Linked DNA regions of Larimichthys crocea: region 1 is linked to region 2. The links are chromatin contacts, called in public Hi-C maps. All regions are on one chromosome and are shown on one strand. Each heading gives the region's core, a stretch centred on a gene start, on an enhancer-like site or on the middle of the called end of the contact. The rest is flanking DNA. Distances are from core to core; before and after follow the strand shown. Region 1 holds the start of commd10 (COMM domain containing 10). Region 2 holds the start of dmxl1 (Dmx like 1).

Region 1 (5,549 bases), core at 1,963-4,462, 220 kb after region 2:
GTCAGGTTTAGATTAAAATGGTGTTCAGAGTTAGTGCCAAAAAACTTGTTTACCAGCTTTACCTTCTTTGGGGCAAAGACATTGTGCTTTAGTCTCTCCACCAGCTCAGGTCCACTGGTGGCCCAGGTTTGAGCGAGCATCTCAGCCTTGTCTGGATTTAGATGAACCGCCTCCAGCTGTTGCTGCAGAGAGGCTGGCTTTACATTATGATACACTGCCTACAGAGGAGAGAATTAAGAAGAATTAACCATGTTTTACAGGTGTAGCAGATCACTCTTACAGCCCTATTCAAATTTACTTCTAACACTCATCACTGCTACAATTCACAATACAACAGTGACCCCAGCTGGAGAAATCGGCTTACAATGTCACCTTGTGTGAGGTACATTTTCTACTTTGCTGTCCTGTTTTTAGTCAAACATTCTCCTTCATGAGCATTATTTTTTTGGCTAAATGAAGATGACGATACTTGGAAGAGAAGGCAGACTATTTTGTTCTTGCATAAGTGTTGGGCACTTTGTGTGCATGACACAAAAATAAAATAAAATCATCTCCACCCAAACTACAAGCTACAGACACAACTACAGTACAAACACAGTCTCTATCTTTCTTACTTTCCTTAGAGTGCGGGTTAAAATTCAGGTTTCATCACATATAATCCAACTGCGGTAATGTGTCTCTTTTAATAAACACAGCACGCAAAGCAATGCACACAGCTGTAAATTATGTCCCATCATCATAAATCATCTCTTGAGAGTAGGGGTCGGCAATCTGACGATTTCAGATCAATTAGATGGCTATGCTGACTCGAGGAATGACCTTGTGGCAGTACAACTGAGCTTGTACTTGAAAAGTGCCATTTTATGATGATGTCAATATTTGGCTTCTGTTTACAACTATAAATTAGACTCAGGTTTTAATCACCATTTTTAAACCTGTCTAGTATGTTTCAAGCAATATTATGTTTTAATGGTGCAAATGGAGAAACTGATCTGGTTATTGAAAAATTTAAAAAACATTTCAGTTTAGTTTGTGAATTGTGATTGTGATTTGTCAAGACCCACCCCTACTTGGGAGCAGCTGCATGGTGTAGGTAATAATAATCAGTTTTCATGGTCACTGACAAACAACCCCAAGAGGTAAAATGGACAGAACTGAAATAACATATCTAAGTGGACAAGAGACAAGAGTATAAAACCTTAACACTTAAAAATACTAAATAAATCTATACAAGAACTATACTGCAACCTAGTAAAATCAAGCATTTAAATCATGTTAAACATAAAATAGCTAAAGCCAACGCAATAATGTAACAAAGAATGTCAGATGACCACAGCTCACCTGCTCTAGTATAAAAGCAGAAGTTTCCAGGACTAGATTAAGAGCCTGTTTATCCAATGAGAGAGCAGCCTGGAGTTTTTGCTCCTCTTCTTCACTGAATGTCCGCTCTCCCTGTGAAGAAAACATAATTTATTGTCTGATGTGAAAAGATCCTCCAAATATCACAGTCTCCAAGACATCAACAACTTTTACAAAATATCAAGCAGCTTTAGAATACATAACACAGAAAAACAGTTGTTCAGCAGCGTTATTAGTCACTCCTGTGGTTTGTTATGATTTAACATGTCAAACGTAACATTGTTCATGAACAAAATTAATTTCTCATTGCGTTAAACTTAACAGACAAATTGTTCTTGAAATAAATGACTGACACCTTTTGACAGCCAGTAAAGTCTTGTAAAAAAAGAAAAAAAAACAGAGAGATCAACAGGTCCAGGCATGAGTGTGCATTCATTAGAGCCAAGTCTGACTGATGCTCAAATTATGCATGCAGTGCTCTCTCTGGCACTACAGCTTTGCTGCAAAAGCCCCCAAAAGCCTATTGTCTTTGGCACGGATAACACTGTGGAGTCTCTGTACCTTTAGATGAAGCTTTTGTATGATGCGGGAGATCAGCCTGGAGAACTTGTTCACATCGATCGCGTTGATGAAAGTCACTGCTTCTTTTATGCTGTTTGAAAAAAAAGAAAAAAGAGTCAAGAGCGTTGTAGAAAGAACTCAGATCTTTCAGCCAAGTAACCGAATGAAAAAAGGTTTACTGCCCAAGTATGACGTCATAAATATTATTATTATATTTCAGTCCAGCTGTCAAAGTTGCCTCTTTACATTAACAACAAACACACACATTATAAACCTAAAATGAGGCTGTGTGTAGATAAATGTGAGACAATTAGGTCTACACACACACACACACACACACACTAATGTAAATATGCTGCAACTATTTCACTAGCTGTCCATATGTACATTAAAATGCACATTTTAATTTCACATTTACATGCAAGTAGTAATTCCACAGAGTCAGGTCGCAGTATCATAAACACTTCCTGCTGTACTTAAAATAACTATTTCTGAAGAACGGTGGATTCAAGCCACAGTTGCATTTTACATAATAACTGGTTTTAGATTTTCCACATGTTTGCATGTGAATATGTACAGTACGTGTAATGTATTCTCAGTCTTTTGGGCAATGACATACATCCTTGACTCTTGATCTAAATTAAAATCCTATTATTGTTATTTCAATCAATTAAATAATAACAATTCAGTCACAGTAAACAGGAAGTAACACTATAAATAATTCAGAACTGCTGTGCTTAAAGAATTGTGACTTTTTAGCCCCAGGTTGTGATTACTCAGCCTAAAATTATTCATCATGGCTACAGTTAGTTATCAACTTGTGAACACAATAACCTGAAATTTGAGATGTCCCTCTCAAATGTAGTGATAGCTCCGTGTCTGTGTGGAGCACTGTGCCAGCTCTCACTATGAACATTTTAAGATTTGCACTCCAGTACAGTTTCCCACCACAGTGTTTGCAGTTAGTATCATATATTTCCCACCCACAGGTTGATGATGCCAGCAGTAACATAAATTAACCCTAAGCCATGTTTTTATGCGTCAAATAACAACACGGATAACTTTGAGGATGCCTTCGTGTCTCAGTCAGGCTACAGGCAGCTGAACTTTAAAGCAAACTGCCCACCTCTGTGTTTCTTTTATCACCGAAGTCATCGTTGTCCGCAGCTTTGTGTAAATAAAAGACGAGGTGCTGAAAAGTGTCAGAGCTGCTGCGGCATCCTCGCGCTGTTGTCATTCCTTCTTCCTCCTGCTGTCACGAGACTGATCACGTGACAATGCGCAGTCGAGTAAAGAATAAAGATGAATGAAATATTTAAAAAATAATATAAAATAAATAAAATGTGTGGCGCTGATGTACTCCAACAGTGTTAACAATAATATATCATTTGATTTTATAGAAAATGGAGAATGAACAGTGGAGTTCGTTGGCGCATAGTTTGCGTAAAAGTTGCGCACAAGTGTCCGCAACATGAGTCACTACGGAGTACGCGATGGACAAACAGAGCCGGACACAAATGCGCGACAATTACGTCTCAGCCAAAGTATGAAGGTAAACGATATCATGTCACTGGCACCACTCTCTAATAAGATGGCCTTTATAAAGTTATAAGTAATGCTTTTGTTATGGTTTTAAATCAGTGACTAAACCTCAAGTATTAATTAAAATACATTTTGGATTGTCAGGTTATTACCCATTGACAGGTCTCCTGCTTTATTTTTATTATATAAAATGCAGTTAAAAATGTTTTTAATCCAATAATTAATGCTGTAAGTTAGTTATTAGTAAGCCTTCTGGAGTCATTAATAAATTAATGTCAGAATCAGAATCAGATCAGAATCAGAAATACTTTAATAATCAATAAAATGTTTATTTAAAAACAAAACTAAAAATGTGTAAAATATAAAAATAAAGCTATACAGGGAAGATGACATAATATGCAAAATATTGAAAAAATAGTGTACAAATGTAGATTAACAAAAAAGATTTGCATTAGGGACCTGTTTACGAAGGAGTGTTGAAGAGTACTGAAGTCCTTTTTCACAAGTTTGGTCTTGTTAAGGTCAAGTCAAGTTTATTTATAGAGCACATATGGAATCAACAAATGTTGACAAAAGTGCGTTTAAAGAGCAATAAAATTGTATTTCACTGTTCGCTCCACCTAAAGTGATGACCTGCCATACCTGCTACATGCAGTATTGTCAGTGCAACATCTTCAGGACAATGTAATGAAATGCATTTTGTTAAGTGTACTTTAACAAACACATATTAACATTATAGGCTAAAAGTACAAGTAAAATAAGCACAAGTTGAGTTTCAGGTGTTTATTATGTTGGAAAAAGAAGAAAAAATAGTCATGCACGGAAGTAATGAAGTCTTAAAATCAGTTCTGTACTTCTTGTATCAGTGAGGATTTAAGGAAAGGCAAGACAGGGCTTCCTACACAGGGCTGATTCCTACATAAAGAGAACTGCAACGTGAACTATAGGCTCCAAATATGTGACATGTTTATCATATTTTAAACTGAGATTTTTTGCATGAGACTTTACATTTAATGACAGAGGCCTGAGGACATTGATTGTGGGTGAGAGACAGAAGGACTTCAGTTTTATTCTGGTTTAGCCAAATGATGCTTTTTGTCATCCATGGTTTTACATCTTCAATGGAAAGAGTATATTTGAGTGTTTTTAGATTTTTGGAAAATAGAGCAGTTATGGCCCATCCTGAAACCAGACTGAATTTATCAGGAACGCTTTTTCAAGAAATCTGGATAAAAATGAGAGCTTTGATCTGTAATTATTTGGAACAGACAGATCTAAATTATGTTTTTTGATCATGAGGGTGAATGACAGCAAATTTAAAGCAAGCTGGGACACAGCCATTGACCAAACAGCTATTAATTATTGATAAAGTAGTCCAACTGTGTCCACACTTAGCTTAGACATTAGGGAATAATGATTTTTCCTATAAAGAATCTTAGGAAATATTCATAGTTAGCGGCTACAGGGCTCAGTGGCATATTTCTGTTTGAAGATGACATTAGAAAAATACTTGGTTATCCCACACTTTTGGTATTTAGTGTCATAAAAATCAGGGTTATACAGCTATTTAGATGTTTTAACTTATATATGATGTTTGTTCCTATTTATTACATGTCTTGAGGGCATTTCTCTTTATTGCTGTTTTACTGAGACTGGCAGGGTAAGGTAAAGTTCAGGTTAATGTATGAATAGAGGGATTTCAGAACAGAATGAGGTCCAGGGACAGATCAGAGAGGTGACATCTAGATTGGGGACATACTGGCTACTGATTAGGGGATATGTTGAAGAAAACAGTTTAGATGCATTATATGCAAATTGTCTGTTAACAAGAACCAACTGGCAGAGCTCTTCAGGGAGCCTTTTTCTCTGTACGCCCTTTAGTGTGTTGCACTGTGAAACGCTCCTCTTGTACAAGAACAATAAATTCAACCTAAACTTTGATGCTTTGAATCCGATCCTCCTTATTTAAGGGTTTTTTCTTTAAAATTCCCGTAACATTTAGTACTGGTAAATTATTTGATTAAACAATAATGCATTGATGCAGTCATCAGTTACATAACCTCTCTTTGTAAGGGGTCTTTATAAAG
Region 2 (5,424 bases), core at 1,424-3,923:
TCTGTAGCTAAGGAGTACAGCATATTGACTGCGGTAAAGTTCTCATTCCTGGATACTTTGTAAAAATATAAACAATACTTATTACCTCATGGCCAGGTATTAGACATGATCACCACTTTGATTTTGCCCTTAGTTGGGGTAACAATTGCATTAGCAAAGCATCTGCTGTTTTCATACTGTACTTTACTTTCTATATTTATATTCATAAGCAACTCAGAACAGAAATGTGTTCTGACAGATCTATTTGGCCACCCCCTAAGGGTCAGAGCTCCTAAATAGCTGGTAGGGAAATATTTCCAGAGCTTGAAATATCTTACCGTGAATGGCACATTGTTGACGCTGCCTACAGAGAAACAATTGTCTCCAGGGTTGACAGCCCCAGTGAGGACCTGATGGAGATTCATGACTCTTGTTTACAGTCCCCTTGTGCTCCTTCCTTCTCTCTCACAATGCCCTCCCACTCCAGGTGAGATTCATAGGAAACCATGGGAAATGTGTGTTCATCTTCATCTGTAGCCTGTAATTTCAGTTCAGTGTCTCTCCAGAGACTTGCTGTTACGAAGATAATAAGAGAGAGAGAGATAAAAACACAGACATGTAAACAGAGAATGTTTTAGTCCATAAACTGACTCACAGATATTGACTGTAAATTGATTTAATACTCACAACTACTAGAATAAAGTAGGAAACAGATGATGTGTGAATCGTTTAAGTCATAACATTTACTTTTACACTTTTCTGAGCCAGTTAAAAAACGCATAAAAAATTTGTCACAAAATGGGACACTGATGCCCAAAAACATACAAGTAGTTTTGTGAGAGGACCCACAGCAAATAAAAATTGAACCTATCTGACATGCAGGCAGCTGAAAAAGGCACAGTGGTGTCAAAGCTCATTCGACCCCAGTGGCCTTATCTTAAAATCCATGCCATGCAATGTGTCAGCCATTTTAGAGGTTATCACTGAGAGTTCCTTCACTGCAAAAATAAACACAGTCAGCTTGTTTAGTGACAAACTAATTAGCATATTCAGGAACTGCGATGACTAGGGTGGATGGAAACCTGGAGGAGGGCTTTGAGGAAGCCTAATACATATACATATATATATATATATATAAAATAAAGGACAAGCAAGGGGATGCTGGAATAGTTGATGCCATGCAAGTCCAAGTCTGTAACATTCTGGGAGTCAAGACTTTTTAGGAGGCCGGTGACAACTTCTGTGCGCTGCCATTTAAAAAAGCAAATGACTGTCATCAGTGCATAATAATTAAAACTGCATCACTGATTGATGATTTATTTAGCTTTCATTATTACGTTTATTCAAGTAATGGCATCAAAGTTAGCAAGCGGCTGAGTTGCATCTGTTGTCCATAAAGAGGCCGACTGTATTACAGTCACAGTAAGAGACACTAGATATGTTATAATAACATATTTTCAATGCAGTCCAGCCGTATTACAACAACTCCAGGAGGTGCTAAAGTAATAGAGACAGATCAGGTTATTTGATATATGAGTAACAACACTGACTTTTAAGAAATCCAGTGTTTTAGATCTGGATGTTGGCTGTAAATCAAGGCCAATAGACATAAAAAAAAGGCCATTATTGAAATGGTGCAGAGCAGGTGTCTATGAGCCAAGTGGGTCAGCACAGTGTAAGCTTACACCTTACTACAACACTCCAAGTCCAGTTAATCCACTTTGTGCCTCAGTTTGTCTTCATTGTCTCTTAGCACAATAAACTTTGCAATCATACACGCAAGAATTGAGGAACTTAACACGCATGGAACAAAAATGAACATATATCAGGTTTAAAAGGCTTACTGGTGTAGTTGTATGTCACCTTTTTAGGCGCAAGCTGACGCACATAACTGGTTATTCTGACGTTAAATACAAAATATTAGTTATCGAAACAAAGTCCTTGTGATAGTCACGGTCGTAGTCTGGTCAAAAGACGTGAACACCAAGTGCGGCAGTAATGTTAAAGTGTTTTATAACTGGAGAAAATGTGAGTTATGTTTCCTGAGTGGTGGCAACTCACGTGATAACGTTTCACACGCCAGCACAGAGCAAATGACACCACAACATCTGGCTGACACCGTGTCACCCGTTTAAATAAAATAAATAAAAACGCGTCATTTGATAGATGTCTTCGTGTTTTTAGGCAAACCTTTCATACATTAGCTGAATGTTTCCAAGTCCTCGAATCACACGCTAACTTAGCTGTCAAGTTTAGCTAGCCATCTGCAGTTTGACAACAAACACGGTGACGCGGCCGATGTGGGAGAAAGCACTTAGTGACTTACTTTGTGTGGTTATTTTGAAGCATGTCCTGTAGACACACGGACAGCAGGTCCCTCTTTGAGCTGCTCTCTTTGCTGACCGCAGCTCTCCTACGTTAAATGTTACGGTCTCCCAGTTAGCTAGCGTTAGCGCGCACTAGCACGCAATGCTCTGTTTTAGCGAGCTCCTGAGCTACAAAGCTAGCTGCGGATCACTGGTGACACACATTCAGCGCCTGACACGCTCCGCTTCCCGGTGCGAACAGTTTCCGAGTTACCTCTCAGGCTGCCAACCACAACAAGGAGCCAACGTCTCCCCAAGGTTAGCAAATAAAACGTTTCCAAGGAGGAAGCTTTTCCTTATGTTGAAGATGTGTCATGATAGTGACTATTACGCCGCAATGCATTGTGGTCCTTGTAGTTTTGACAGCAGGGGCGAGAGGGCAGCTTTGGAATCAGATAGATAGATAGATAGATAGATAGATAGATAGATAGATAGATAGATAGATAGATAGATAGATAGATAGATAGATAGATAGATAGATAGACTTTTGTACTCTAGATAGATATTTAGACGTAATATTCCACTCCATATGAGGATTCATTTAAATACGCCAATGTTGGCAGAACTGTGATTTGTTTTAAAACCCAATTTCCCTATTTTCAACCCTCAAGTTGCTCTTGGCAGTTACATCAACAATAGATTTTGCAGGCAATCAAGCACACAGATTTCCACATTCACCCAAATTAAAACACCAAGCAGGTCCTCCGGGTTTATACTTAAATATACTTGAATATACTTGAATAGATAGATAGATAGATAGATAGATAGATAGATAGATAGATAGAATTTGCAGAGAAATTAAACATTTGCATAGGATTTAAATATGTACAGAGGAATTAAAAATGTCCAGGAGTTAAACAGTAAAAGTAAAAAATGTGCACGGGAATTAAACATTTTCATAGAAAATAAATCTATAACTGTGTTAAGAAGTTAACCCGTGCTAAACATCTATACAAAAACTGTGTTAAGAAGTTAACCCGTGCTAAACATCTATACAAAAACTATAAAAAATAGAAAGTGGCCGTAGAAATAAAGCACACACCTGCCTACAGTTAAAGCAATATAAAGGCAAAAAAAAAGACTCAATTCAAATGTATGAATTTGCTGAGCAGTGTCAATAATAATATTGTATGGGGGCGACAGGGCACACTCAAAATTTAGAATTTTTTCTAGTTTCTAACTATTATTTTACCAACACATGGTGTCAAGATGAAACAAACAGTGGAGATCTGTGGAGACACAAACTGGTTAAACTGTCAAACATTTTAGCTGTGTTCAGGTGCACCTGTAACCACACCTCCCTGTACACTTCTGCACCACCACACTCAGGTGAGACATCAGTTAATGTTCTAGCAATTTAGTATTTCAATGCTATTTGCAAATGAAACTAAACACATCACTGGCATAGTTGCCATCTATTTGAATGTGCTGTTTGCTTAATTGTAGAATATAAATTATATATATTTTTTTCTTTTTATTCTGTGAAGGTACTCAGTCGTCCATAGTCCACGTCATCTTTCTTCAAAAAAGGTTTAAGTCTGGGGCAACTGGAGTGTTTATAGATCGATAGAAGAGAAGACTGGTGGGGAGTCTGTGTGTTTATACTAGGAAAGCTTGTAGACCTGCCCATTGTGACAACTGTCGTCAGAGTCAGTGATGGTCACCTGAGGTCTGGTGTGGCCGATGGTCGTTAGAGTCACATGAGGTGTGAAGTGCTGTTCAGTCTCCTGGGGAGTGATGAAAGGACAGCATTGTAGCTGGGGGGTAAGTGGTGTCTGAGGCCTCCTCCTCTGTTGAATGAAGGTTTCTCTACTTTTACATAGATAACCTACCTCACTCCTCTTTCAAACCACCTGTCTTCCCTGTCCAAGATGCGAACATCATTGTCATTAAAGGAGCACTATCTTGGTCATTTTTTGTTAAGGGCAAAAAATTATTGGTATTTGGTATACCGGGAAAATGAATCTATAATTTTCTATGTCTAATTTTTTAAGTGGTATGAAATTACTTTCCATAACTTTCCATAATAGAGTTTTAATGTACCTCTCATGCAATATTGTCTCTGTGATAAAGGACAGAGGGGTTGGTGGAACGTGTTTTGAGTCCTTGCATTAAGCCTAAATAACCACAAGGTGTCCCTCTTGATTTATTTTGACCTCCAAATGGTTGAAGTGAGCCAGCAGTCTCACTGTAAATATAATGTAAGCAATGCAATTTTATTTATTTATTGGTGGTATTATTATTGCCTTATCTTATCTATGAACATGTAATAATAATTAATATTGTTACTATTATAGTCAAAAATAACATGGAGAATGAGAAAAGATGAGACTCATTCATTCATGACAGTGAATGAACACAGAATATGTACATTATAATATGTAATCTTATCTTTGCTCTACATAATATTTAGCCAGCAGCTGACTTCTTAATTTCAATTAATGGACTATATTTCTGCACATTCTGGTCAATTATAATGGGCAAAACATCACTGAATGGGGAAGTGAGTGAGGATGGGGGGGTTGGAGGCTTCAAACCCAATTAAAGCATGCAGAGATAAATGGGACAGACACTCTCTGTGAATAATTAAAATGGCTGACATGTCAGTAACATTAGGGAAGGTTGGCGACATTTATTGTCGTGGCAGTTAGATGGTGGTGATGATGAAACTGTTGACTTTCCAGTCAGGAAGTAGGTCACAGCATTATTAAAGATGTAGCTTCATAGTATAACTGTGCTAAATATTACATCACCTTTCAGTTTTGACACACACATGCATGACCACTGCATCACTGAAGGTTACATTTATGTGCACTCCATGTAGAAAAAAAATTTCACATAATATTCTTGCACACAGGCTTGTGCACACACCTACACACACCATCCATCCTTGTGTATTAATGTCACCCTGTCTAGTTTTACCATCTCAGTTTTCTGCCAGTGGGTTTGACTTTGAGCAGCATTCACAGAGAAAATAAAAGAGAATTCTTTCATAGACTAACTCTAGTCCATGGTGTATAAAGGATATTGCTCTTCAGTGTTATATTGAATTCTCTGAGTTTGTGTAAGAGTGTGTAGT

The links. A called contact is a pair of places that touch in the nucleus more often than the background predicts.
Region 1: a contact with region 2 is called in a Hi-C map of muscle, with 10 times the contacts expected there. The contact joins the promoter of commd10 here to the promoter of dmxl1 in region 2. A contact is called at or near these places in 5 of 7 Hi-C or Micro-C datasets (all in muscle).

The regions. Positions count from the first base shown.
Region 1 is chrIII:37,435,486-37,441,034 of L_crocea_2.0, forward strand. commd10 (COMM domain containing 10) reads right to left here and starts at 3,213. Exons shown (of 7, transcript XM_010733191.3): 1 at 3,047-3,213; 2 at 1,921-2,011; 3 at 1,342-1,452; 4 at 63-218. The coding sequence starts at 3,075.
Region 2 is chrIII:37,220,727-37,226,150 of L_crocea_2.0, forward strand. It overlaps dmxl1 (Dmx like 1), which reads right to left and starts at 2,674. Exons shown (of 50, transcript XM_019269763.2): 1 at 2,306-2,674; 2 at 318-552. The coding sequence starts at 404.